Regions from separate parts of the Mus musculus genome. Here region 2 is linked to region 1. A link is a contact called in public Hi-C data. All regions are on one chromosome and are shown on one strand. The core of a region is the stretch at or near the end of the contact, and the rest is flanking DNA. Distances in the headings are between cores, read along the strand shown. Region 1 overlaps Usp8 (ubiquitin specific peptidase 8). Region 2 has its middle 13 kb from the start of Ap4e1.

Evidence for each region. Hi-C and Micro-C count contacts between places; a contact is called where the count stands out from the background.
Region 2: a contact with region 1 is called in a Hi-C map of liver, with 2.0 times the contacts expected there. The contact joins two enhancer-like sites. A contact is called at or near these places in 4 of 39 promoter capture datasets (embryonic stem cells, erythroid cells and macrophages), 3 of 15 datasets of contacts at CTCF or cohesin (the NIH/3T3 cell line, pro-B cells and stem cell-derived epiblast-like cells), 8 of 484 Hi-C or Micro-C datasets (3T3-L1-derived adipocytes, the HPC-7 cell line, Th1 cells and 4 more), 9 of 115 datasets of contacts at active chromatin or transcription factors (the 230-238 cell line, astrocytes, bone marrow-derived macrophages and 4 more) and 3 of 9 other capture datasets (adipose tissue, embryonic stem cells and macrophages).

What each region holds. Positions count from the first base shown.
Region 1 is chr2:126,728,161-126,734,450 of GRCm38.p6, reverse strand. It overlaps Usp8 (ubiquitin specific peptidase 8), which reads right to left. Exons shown (of 19, transcript NM_019729.3): 5 at 5,129-5,291; 6 at 2,348-2,390; 7 at 347-491. Among named protein-coding and RNA genes, the nearest start is that of Usp8, 24 kb to the right of the region's middle. Within about 2 kb of position 5,025, at least 6 of the 459 cell types and tissues checked have an H3K27ac peak or open chromatin away from gene starts, as enhancers often do. A contact at or near this core is called in liver, where this site is marked.
Region 2 is chr2:126,992,247-126,998,482 of GRCm38.p6, reverse strand. No RefSeq gene overlaps it. Among named protein-coding and RNA genes, the nearest start is that of Ap4e1, 13 kb to the left of the region's middle. Within about 2 kb of position 1,517, at least 113 of the 459 cell types and tissues checked have an H3K27ac peak or open chromatin away from gene starts, as enhancers often do. A contact at or near this core is called in liver, where this site is marked.

The sequences.
Region 1 (6,290 bases), core at 3,776-6,275:
TATAATTTAATTTTAAATGTAACTTAATAATCAATTAAACTTAATTATACTAAGTTTAATAAATTCATATGTTCCTGTATAAATGGAAAAAGCAAGAACATATCCAATACATAAAGGCCCAAGTCTAAAAACAAAACAGGCCAGTAAGCTGTTATACAAGGAAATGAGCAGAGCAATGGTAATAAGCACACCGGGCTTACACAGTAATGGAGACAACAGTACACAGGTTGATTGAAAAGGACACAGTCTTTTACACACCAGGAGGCCAAGCAGGAGCACCACACATTCAAGGCCAGCCTGTTAGCATAGCACACTTTGTCTATTATCTAAGCACACAATGACCTACCCTGGACTGATAGCTTCTTCAGGAACACTGAGAGAATCCAAGATACAGGAATGCTGATAATCCTGTATTTTTCGAGCATCCATTATAATTAAGCTTGTGTTTTTATCCATCATCATCGTATATAGTTCCTTTGCTGTGATGGCTCCTTGGAATTGAGAGACATAGTAGTAAATGACAAGAAACACCCAGTTCTATGTGCTGGCATATTAGCAAACATGGAAGAGCAAAGTATTCCTGACATCACAGGCTTATCATCCCACAGTCAATTTTTATCTTTTACATGAACACATATACTGACATTTATTAAGAGACAAGTTCCATGTCTTGTTTATACACAGGTTAGACACAGCTCAGTGGAATAGTATCTGCCTAGCAGCCTTCAGCTCTGGCTTTGATTCCATTGTGACTCCCTTCGCCCAATTAAAACCTTCATGTCAAGGTCCCAACTGTATCTGGTATTAGTTCTCTCAAAGAAAGAAAATTAAATATGTGCTTCATTAAAATAGAAACATTTCATACACAAAATGCATGATTAATAAAGTCACAAGGGCTGGTGATGTGGCTCAGTTGCTGGAATACTTTTCCAGCACATACGAGGCCCTGGGTTCAATCTCCAGCAACTGCATAAACTGGGCATGGTGGAGTACTTGCATTAAAAGGTCAGCCCTGACTACATATAAAATTCAAGGCCAGTCTTGTATAGATAAGTTACTGTCGTAAACAAATGAGTCTCAACAGGTTCTAATTTATCTTTTTCTAATTTTTTTTGGGTCTCTGACGAGGTGCTATGAGGACTGTTGGAATGTTTAGATTTCCAATTATTAATTAATTGGAATGGGGTATGCAATTTGGCAAAAACAAACAAAACTATGTTGCTATTTTTTTTTTCAGCTTTACCACCTGCAGCGAAAGATCAAAAAGCATCACATTAAACTTTAGATACAGACACGGCTTGCCAGAAGCACCTTCTACCACGGAGAATGGGGTAATACCTACGCAGGATGAACTACAAGGATGATGAAAACTAACCTTAAGATCACCAACAGCTTCGAGGAAAGTACCTTACACTACACGTAGTTTATTTTTAAAATTACTGTATGATCAGTACACAATTACTTTGGTGCTACATATAATTATGTTTAATTTATAGTTTTTCTGAAAAAGAAAAAATTTCTCTAATAGATGAAGTCAACTACCTATCTTATTGGTAGGTCATAAACTTGTCACTAGATCTCACAATACCAGGTATGGATACATGCAAATTACAGGTTAAGATTTCTTCTTCGGGGCATAAGGGCATCCACTAAATAATTAACTCTTACAAACTAGAATCACAAATAACAGCTAACAGCCCTTAAATTTACTATGGATTCTCAAAGTTTAATATGTGCAGCTGAATTCACTATGAACTGTTTCCTTACTAACTCCTTTGACAGTTAATGCTGTCAACTTCACAGTATCTAAAATCACCGTAGAGACACCTTCTAGGCACGTCTGTGAGGAACTGTCTCATTTCTATTAGCTGGCTGAGGTGGCATGGCTCCACGGCTGAGGTACTGTCTGGGTGAAGAGGAGCGATGACCAGAGTGCTAGCACTCACCTTCCTCTGCCTCCTGACTGCACTGCAGCTGCCCAGCTGCCTCAAGCTCCTTACTTACTTCCCTGCTGTGATCAACTGTACCCTGGAACCGTGAGCCAAAAGAAACCCTCTTTACAGATGGGGAAGCTGAGGTAGAGTGGTAAGTATCATACTCAGTATACTGAAGAGCAGCTGCTGAGTGGTCATCTCTCAAATACTACACTATGGTTAACTACTGTACCTAGAAAACAAAACAAGTAAGCTGCACACTGCCACATTTAATCATACCAGACTAAAATGGTGCATAAACTCTCCCCTCAGTAAACCAATACAGAACTTACAGAGTACAGGAAGACTCTCCCTGTATCAAACTGAAGTCTATTCCAGTGGAGAGACTCAGCGGAACGTCCTTTCTCACATACCTCTCTCTGCAGCTGCAGCTCCTTCACTCTTCTCGCCGTTAATCTAGTTCACAGAAGAAAAGCGTTTCAACTTCACAAAAGAGACTCAAACTTAATACTCCATTGCAATCGAAAGCTAAGAAATAGTGTGCCAAGTAATGGCATTTTATAAAAAATACACATTTAAAAAAAGATACAGCTCAGGAGCAGAGCACTTGCCTTGAGTGCATGAAGTACTCAGCCTGGTAACACCCTCTGCCCTCAAGAGTTTAGACACAGGACTGGCTTTACTAGGCATCAGCTAAAATAACCACAAGTGTATCAGAATCGCTGTTCAGGCTCCAATTTTCTTAAACAAGTGCCAGATATCATTTGAGTACTTAATTAGGAAGTGTTTCTTAAAATGAAACAGCAATTCTAGTATTCTAGTCAGTGTTTTCTACCATAAAATTAAAGGAAAATCAAGTAATAACAACATACTACTTCTACTACTTATACAGTTTACATTTTCCGAGGCAACATGACATAACCTTGTAAGATGCTAGCTCATTTTATAGATGGGAAAACTGAGGACCCGCTTGAACCTATGGGTCAAAGTTAGTAACACACTTGTAGGTACACATTTGCCCAAGTTATATATATCGTCTGGCTCCTAGCATGACACAATATGAAACACAGGGTATCATCCGCAGAGAATTCTCATCATGAAACTAAACAGCACTGCCCTGACACTGCAGGAAATAAAGGAAAGCCTACAGGCTGGGGGAAAGTGTGGTTCACTTTCTTTATTCAGTCAAGTACATGGTATGACGAAGTTTCAGAGGAAGAGAATCTTAAAGGGAAATTATTTTAGCGCCTTAAGAGATATAACAATCAGAAGACAGTTCACTGTTTTGCATCATGATTCAACAAATTAACTTGTGAACAAATTAACTTGTGAAATTAACTTGTGGACAAATTAACTTGTGAAATTAACATGCAGGCAACAGCAAAATCCGAATACAGACTGAGCACCCGGGGATACTAAGGAGTTACTATTAAGTTTACAGGGTGGCGAGGACTACAGTTATGAGAACTGTGCAGCAAAGCAGTTAGCAGTAAAGTAGCAGAGCAGCTACTCAAATAGTACAAATACTCAAGCCGAGAGCGAGAGTGAGAGCGAGAGAAACAGTGTAGGAGACAAAGTGGGCAAATGTTAACGTCACAGTAACAGGGTGGGAGATGTAGCACAGCTGGTCATTTGCTTACCCTAGCATGCCATTAGCTTGGCAAGATTACAAGGGCCTATAATCTTAGAAATTGGGGCAAAGGCAAAAAGCAGAAATTCAAGGCCAGCCTTAACGACTTAAGTGAGCCTGGGCTACAAGAGACTCTGTCTCAAATTAGAGAAAAAAAGTGACTACTCACTTCTAAAAAGGCAATAAGGGGCTTGAGAGCTGACTCAGCAGTTAAGAGCATTGACTGCTGACTCTTAACACCAGCACCCACATGGCAGCTCACAACTGTCTGTAACTCCAAGATCTGACTCCCGCACTCAGACATACATGGAGGGAAAACACCAATGCCCAAAGAATAAAAATAAATTATCTTAAAAAACAAACAAAAGAAAAGGCAACAAAATGAAAGATTCCCCTTTAAGTCCGGTTATTGCTTACGGCAGCCACTTGACCTGTTGAGAAGGTTAGTGGTTTGTCTCCCTGTGAATTCCAACAATGGGAGATCAGACTGCTTAACCCAGTGAGACCTCTCCCAAATACCAGCAATCCACACTAGCAACAGGGGAACACTACGTACCCCTAAGAAACACAGGGATCAGAGGGAGCAAAGCACAGCCTCCAAGGAGTTCAACAACTGAAAACCACTTACATCTTCAGGAGAGTAATTCTGAGAAAGTAAGGAAGGGGCACAGTGACAGCTGGCAGAGATTGTGTCACTGGTGGCTTTTGATAAAGACATCTTGTACACATGCTAAGAAGATTGAATAAAACGCTGAACAGGACAGACAAAGGGAAAACTGGAATAGAGGAAGAAAGGAATAGATGGCGTGTGTGCCTAAGACTCCAGTAACCAAAACTGTTTGGGACCAAATAAAGCAGCAAACCAAGTCCTTTGCTCTTTATTTTATTTTTGTTTTTTGGGCAGGGTTTCCCTGTGTGGCCCTGGCTGGCCTGGAACTCACTTGAATGAACTCTGAGCTCTACCTGCCTCTGCTGGGATTAAAGGCACTCACCTTACCACCATGCCTGGCCCTGGTCCTTCTCTTAATGGAGATTTATCAGTAGGAAAAAGACACCTTAGACCTCGTTTTAAGACCTTCATTTGGGCCGGGCATGGTGGCTCACGCCTTTAATCCCAGCACTCGGGAGGCAGAGGCAGGCGGATTTCTGAGTTCGAGGCCAGCCTGATCTACAGAGTGAGTTCCAGGACAGCCAGGGCTATACAGAGAAACCCTGTCTCAAGAAACCAAAAAAAAAAAAAAAAAAGATCTTCATTTGGCAAACCTGAGTCCAAGAGTTGTTAAGCAAAACTCACACAGGCCCAGAACTAGATAGATAGATGACAATCCAATGGTTCCTCTCAGGCCACCCTCCTTCCACTGTAGTGACTGCTAACATTGTAACCAGTGACCAGGACAGTGCTGCTGTGGAAGCTCACAGGAAAACCTGCAGTCAGGACCTTTGATTCTAATTCCAACCAATGGTATCCCTATTGCCTCAAAAGAACTTTACAGTGGCAGTGCACCTCCTCCAGATAGGTCACCTGGCAAACAGGACCAGCGTTTACACAATAAACTTGCAATACCCTTTGGGTTTTGGTTTTGGAATCCAGTAAATTTTCCACAGAGCGTTTGGCTGCCGCACCGCTGTCCTCTCTCCCCATCTCCTGCCTTTTCTGTTGCTGCAGCTGCTCTTCCTCCCGTCTGTCCTTTTCTTCAAGTTGTTTCCGAACTTCAGCCTCTTCGTATCTAGTTGAAAGAAGCTTCCTATTAATGTGATGGAGTATAGCTAAGGGCGTTCATGTTTCATACTTAGCATCTTGGCTTGGGAGAATTCTGCTAGAGTTCCCATACAAACCACATGCATCTGCCCTCAGGGGCTGTCTGTGTACTTTAAACTGGACAAACACCTTGAAAAATAAATGTTATGCTCTTTTTATTAATGTTGTTCTTGCTTTTTCACTAATTTCAAGTAATTATCAATTCTGCTACAATTTCACTTTTTAAACAAACTCTTGATTCACTCTGGAAGAGGACTTCTCCCAGTATCTCACTGTGTAGATGATTTAGATCAAAATGTTAAAACAAGTATTCAAGAAAGGTATTAACCACATCAACTGGAGAATTATTATCAAAGTCAAGACGTGATTATCTTCTATTTTGCTAAATGTTAAACAAGCTATGGTGAGTACAGTTTGCAGCTATCCTAAGACATTGCTCACCCAGTCATTAGTGAATACAGTAATGACTGCTGGTTCTGAACTTAAGAGGATCAGGGGAGATGGAGACAGAGACAGAGATGGGGTGGTGAGGGAAGGAAGAGAGAAGGTAGAGCCGAGAGAGAAAAGGGTAACAAATAATTTACTCCAGTCAGTTAGGAAAGAACGAACTAAAACTCTGGCATGCTTATACTGTCTATTGTCCATACTTGTATATGAAGGACATATACCTCCCCAGACAGCCACAGCTCTGGACTGCCACAAAGATAAGGAGCAGGCAGGGTGAAGAACTGGGAAGGGGAAGGACATCTGTCAAACTCTCTAATTTTGATGGTTTTATTCCTAACACCAGGACTTCATGTGCTGAAGAGGCAGCTAAAACTAATACAGAGCGCCAAAGTTTCAGCCCTCTTTGCATAAAGTTGTCCCAGTCTATAGCCAACACCCAAACTAAGTAAGAACAGAGCAAACACTGAGGAAACAGCTAACTTTAAAAGACATTCCAGATGCTGACTACCACAGGCAAGAC
Region 2 (6,236 bases), core at 268-2,767, 270 kb before region 1:
GGTGCTAAACAAGCTGCCCAGTGAGAGGAGCAATCTATAGGCCTATCCAGCTGTGAAACCCAAGGACCATAGGCATAACAAAGCAAGATAGCTCGCATGGTCAATAGTCGCTTTTATCTTGTAACCATGGCTGTCTAATTGGATTGTTCCAGGACATCCAGGGTTTCTCAATGGGCAGAAATCCACTTTTGGTACTGTAATCCTAGCCAACTGGTTACCCGTGGCCAGAGAGCTCATAGACCCGAGTGGAGACCCTAATCCTGCCTTTTTCCTAAACCGATGTAATTTCTAACTTTATCCTAAACTCTTCCTTGAACCTTGAAGATAAGAGTTGCTCTCACACCCCATCAAAGAAGCTTTCTTATGTAACAGATGGAGACTATTACAGAGACCCACCCTGGTCAAAACGCAGAGATTACAGATCTGTGGGGTGTCCAACCCCAACTGACACGTATTCAAAACAAGCCCTACGCCCAAGGCTCAAGGAAAATCATAGAAGGGGCAGAAAGACTATAAGACTCATGGTCCAGGACACTTGTTACTAGATAGTATCCCCTAAGCATGACAGGGCAAATGCACCCACTAATGATTGTGTGAAGACTGGCTAAAGACAACATCAGCTGACATGCCAATGTGGACACAGGATGTTCCATATGGACCCACGCCTAGAAGAGCTACAATGACCAATAGTTGCTGAAAGAGAGAATGACTTTCCTCCAGGAGAGCCAGCCCTGCATAGGATGTGCAATCCCAAGTGGTCAACTCGAGATAATTGTACATATAAGCAATGCTGAATGCCCTCAGAGGATGCATACACATATGTATTTATATATGTATATGTAAAAATAATAAAGACAAGGCCATGCATTGGGAGGGATAGACACTGGAGCAGTTTGACGGATGAGGAAAGGCAAGGAGTGGATAGAGACTCAATGCTCATGTGCAAAGCTCTCAAAAAGTTATAAAAGGAATTTAAAATAATGAAGAAAAAAGAGGTGTCTCTGTTGGAGGCTATGTACAAGAAGAAGGTATTCCAAATCTAGCTTTTGAGGTAGTATCAATGACCCACAAGAATACAGTGTTACAAAGCCTGTTGTTAAGTTGATCTTAAGATACTCTCTCAGGGAAGAGGGACACAAGAAGACAATGTTATAAAGTGGCCTTTGGTAGGAGGAGTGCTTAGGAGACAGGCTTACAGATGGCAGTATTAAGGTAGTCTCTGATGCCGGGCGTGTTGGCGCACACCTTTAATCCCAGCACTCGGGAGGCAGAGGCAGGCGGATTTCTGAGTTTGAGGCCAGCATGGTCTACAAAGTGAGTTCCAGGACAGCCAGGTCTATACAGAGAAACCCTGTCTCGAAAAACAAAACAACAAACAAACAAACAAGGTGGTCTCTGTTGTGGTGAATAATGCCAACCTAACTCCTTTCATTGCAGATCCAACAAGCTTCCTCAATAGCTGGAGGGTAGCTGCAGTTCTCTCTGCTGTCACTAGATGACCGTCTATACTCAGAGGAGAAAGAAAAGAAAGCCAACTGGATCCCAAGGCCAGGATCATTCCAAAGAGGAAGTAAACCAAAATAGACCGTTTGTAAGTGCGGTACTCAATAATAAACAGTAGGAAGGCCTTGTTTTTCTACAGAATATGTGGGGCTTGCCTTCAAAGACTCTGTCTCTGGATAAGTTAATGACTATTATCTTCTATCCTCTATTTTGTGGCTTCTTTCTTTTTTATTTTGGCGTTTGTTGTTAGTTCCTGTTTTGTTTGAATCAGACTCTCACTGGCTTTCCTAGAACTCACAGTGTAGACCAGGCTGGCCTCAAATCCATGGCTTTATCCTCCTGCCTCTACCTCCTCTTAGGTGCTAGGACTAGATTTCAGGCACCCCAATCCTGGCTATGATTTGTTGATCCTATTCTCTCCTATTGCCTTCTCTCTCTCAGACTAAAATTCACAGGAGAAGCACAAAGCAATTTTTTGATAAGTCAATACTTGAAATACCTTTCTCCAGATAGAATTTCTTTAAAAAATTTTTTTACTTATTATTATAAATAAGTACACTGTTGCTGTCTTCAGACACACTAGAAGAGGGTGTCAAATCTCATTACGGGTAGTTGTGAGCCACCATGTGATTGCTGGAATTTGAACTCAGGACCTTCAGAAGAGCAGTCAGTGCTCTTGCCCAGTGAGCCATCCACTAGCCCCAGATAGAGTTTCTTATGCTCTCACGCATACTTCCGTAACATTTGGAAATACCTAGATTAGATCAGATCAAGATCCACACAGCTACAAATCCTCTTGGTAACTTATGCTGACTCTCTAGTATTGGTACATTGGTAGTATGTGTGTCTGTGGAAATTTCTTGTAAGAGTGTATTAGATTTTTTTTTTTTTTTTTTTTTTGGTTTTTCGAGACAGGGTTTCTCTTTATATCTCTGGCTGTCCTGGAGCTCACTTTGTAGACCAGGCTGGCCTCGAACTCAGAAATCCGTCTGCCTCTGCCTCCCGAGTGCTGGGATTAAAGGCGTGTGCCACCATGCCTGGCTGTATTAGAATTTTTAAATGACCTTTAAAACATTACTGATGAAACGCAGCTACCTTAGTATAACCCCCACTCTGCATCTTCCCTTCCTTTGCCTGTCCATGAGTTTTGGTAAAGTCTCCTTAGGTCTATTTCCAAATCTGTAATGTTACTGGTCTATTACACAGAGATTACTCACTTCGTATGGAAATTGAGAGCTGCAGAAAGAATAGCTTGTGAGGAATTATCAAAGTTTGGAACTGACTTCCAGTGGGAAGTGCATGAGCATACCTTTTTTTTTTTTTTTTTTTTTTTGCCTTTTATCTGTGTATATGTCTGCCATGCTCACATGTGCTCTATCGTGAGAGAATCCAGACATTGCATCTTTTCCTCTTTGGATTTTGTCTTTATACGACAGTTGCTTTATACGACACCTGACTGGCCCAGCAGCTTCCAAGGATTCTCTGGTCTCTGCTTCCCATCTCCTCATAAGAGTGCTGGGATTTCAGACACGCGCTACCATCATGTCTGGCTCACATGGGCATTGGGGATTGAAATCTGGTCCTCACACTTGGGTGATGGGCACTTTACCCACTGAGGCATTTTTCTAGTCCTACACGATTTATTACACTCGCCAGGGTTTACTTACAAGTTTTGTTGCTACTGTTAGGACTCTTCACACATTAGTAACAAGTAATGAGAGAAAGAATTTTTATATTGACCCAGAAATTCTGGAAGCTATCTAGGCAGAAATCAATGTGGGCTCTTGAAAGCAGCTGGAGTGGCAAAAAAAAAAAAAAAAAAAAAAAAAATCAGCCAGTGTGATGTGGCTTTTCAATTACCTTAGCTATAAAGTGTGGCTATTAACTGAATAGTTAATTGGCTCCACCCGAAATGGAACCATAAAAGCATTTGGTCCCACAGGCTAAAGAACATGTTGTACCTGTTGAAAACTGTTAAAAGGCACCTTTAAAAGTCTGGCCATAACTGAGCAATGACTAAATGTAACCTTATTAGGCCAGACATTTTAGATGGTAGCAATGGTGACTACCTACACAGAACTGTGCCCAGACAGCCAAGTCTAAATCCTACCTCTGCCATTTACAGTCTGTACAACTCTAATTACATATTTTACATTCACGAGCCTTTCTATCTCCATCTCTATAATGAGCTCAACAGTAACTATCCTTCTGACCTGTAGGATCTGAATAATTAAGTTAGATCACACACAGAAAAGAACTTTGAAGACGCGACACAACACAAATATTAGTTACAGCGCCTAAGCCAGGCAGTCATATTTTACAGCTGGTGAAGCTGACTGACTTGGCTAAGGACCAGTTGTGGCTGAGTTAGGTTGAGGACAGATCTCCATGGCTTCTTTCCAGAACATCAATCCGTACTTCTTTGACAGGTAATATAAACTAAGTCTCTGCCCATGTCTCATTTACATACAATTTATTACCCAGCCATAAAAAGTCATTAAAATTTAACTTTAAGTTTGTTAGAAGCTGGATTTAATTACCATGTATGTGTATATATATATTACTAACCTTCCAGCTGCCCCTGAAGGAAAACAGGTTTTTGTTTTGTATTTTTTTATTGTGTATATCAATGCTTGGCTAAGACTTCAAGTTTTATGAGAGTCACATGAGATAATTTGAATGCTAAATCCAACTACTGGGAGGAATGTACAACAACAAATCATACCTTGTACAAAAGCTAAAGCTTTCACTGTACTTTCAGGATTCTTTAAAAAATTCTTTACCTTCATTCTAACCTTTCATTTTGCTACTGACAAAGAAAGCGCCATTTGTGGCTTCCAGAAAAGTTCTGTTGTTTCTCTTTTCTTTTTAATGTGTATTTGTGTATGCCTGCTTACCCATATATGCAGCACATGCATACTGGTACCCACAGAGGCCAGAAGGCATTAGATCCCCTGGTGCTGGAGTTGCAGGCAGCTGTGTACTGCCTATGTGGGTGCTGGGAACCAAATTCTATCCTCTGCGAGGACAGCAAGTTCATTTAACCACAGAGTCATCCTCCAGGCCCCCAAAAGTTCTCAGCACTAAGGAGGCAGAGTTCAAGGCCAGCCTGGTCTACATAATGAGTTCCACTATAGACAGAGCTTCATAGAGTGAGACTCCAACACAAATAAATAAATGGATGGATGGATGGACGGATGGATGGATGGATGGATGATAGATACTCGTTCTAATGCTTTCTTTGCTTTAATAGTCATGTATCAATAATGTCCCTATGATTACAGCATCCAAAGAATACTTTTATTGTAAAGAAAGCTATTTTCCTTATAATTTATGGTTGATTAGTGCTATTTAAAATTTGCTTCTGGGAGCTGGAGAAATGGCTCAGAGGTTGGGAGAACTGGCAGCTCTTCCAAAGGATCCAGGTTCAATTCCCAGCACCCACATGGCAGCTTATACTGTCTGTGATTCCAGTTCCAGGGGATCTGGCACCCTCACACAGACATACATGCAGGCAAAACACCAGTGCACACATGAAATAAAAATAAATTAATTTTTTTAAAAAAGTCAAATTTGCTTCTGACTCAAGTTCTAAGAACTAGGATTCAAAATTTATGGGAGGAAGGAGATGAGGTCTGGCAGGTGTCTCGATTTGGGTTCTTTTCCAGCTGCTTGGAGATTCAAGGCCAGTTTCTTTTTCACAGGAAGGAAAATCCACAGAAGCTCATCTAACACTGAGGCCTTATTAAAGCAAGTGTTTCAAAGTCTTTGTGCATTTATAGTCGTTTAATTTTCAGTGTTGCATTGAAGAAATAACTTGTGAAGGGTTAGCTCTTGCCCTACCTAATGAGAGGCTTCTCCAAGCCCCTGTTCTGACCTTTTAAATGTGGTTTACTTAACAAGATCCTGCAGGCAGAGCGCCAGGATTAAAGAAGCAAGCCGAAGTAGATTTATTAGAACATTCTTGTCAGAAAGCTACAGTTTCCCAGTCTAGAAAGAGGTTAAAAACTTTCCGTTGTCGTCAGCCTTCGTTCTGAGGTAATGGCCTGACTTGAGTTCCTTACGGAATACTGAGCCTCACAGCCTGCAAAGGTCATGAGGAGCACGTCAAGAAACCCGTGTGCAGACACATCTGCCGTGGAGGAGCCTGCGGGTAATCTCGGTGACAGGGCAGTGTGAGCTCTACCTCACCGCTGTCTGCTTTGCCAGTTCTGAGGTGGAGATGATGTCTCTTCTCTCTCTACTGATTGGAGGAGACTGGGTTACCCATATTGCTTTTGCTTGAGGGTGTGCATTCTTGTTGTCAATGGTGGTATCCAGAAATCGATGCTGTGGCTCAGGAGAAGGCAAACACACAGATCTTAGCCTTAGGAAAGGAGGACAAGCCGGCCCCAGCCTGGGCTGCTTGCTCTGCTCACACTTGCTGCTTCAAGGATGCACAAGCTTCAGGCCTTAGTTGTCTCTTTGTAAGTTCCAATGCAAAAAGACAAGAAGAAAAAAAGGAAAAGTCTGCTCACAGCCAGAACTTACTTATGCTAATAATTCTTCCACTGTGAGTTAGTCGAGAAATTGAATATATATTTCAACATCAATGAAGGTGGTATTTTGCCATCCAGTCTTAATACGAGGGGAAGTGTCTAGTCTTGCTGCAACTTGATATGTCATGTTTGGTTGATATCCATGGAAAACCTGCCCTTTTCTGAAGAGAAATGGAGGAGAAGTAGATGGACAGA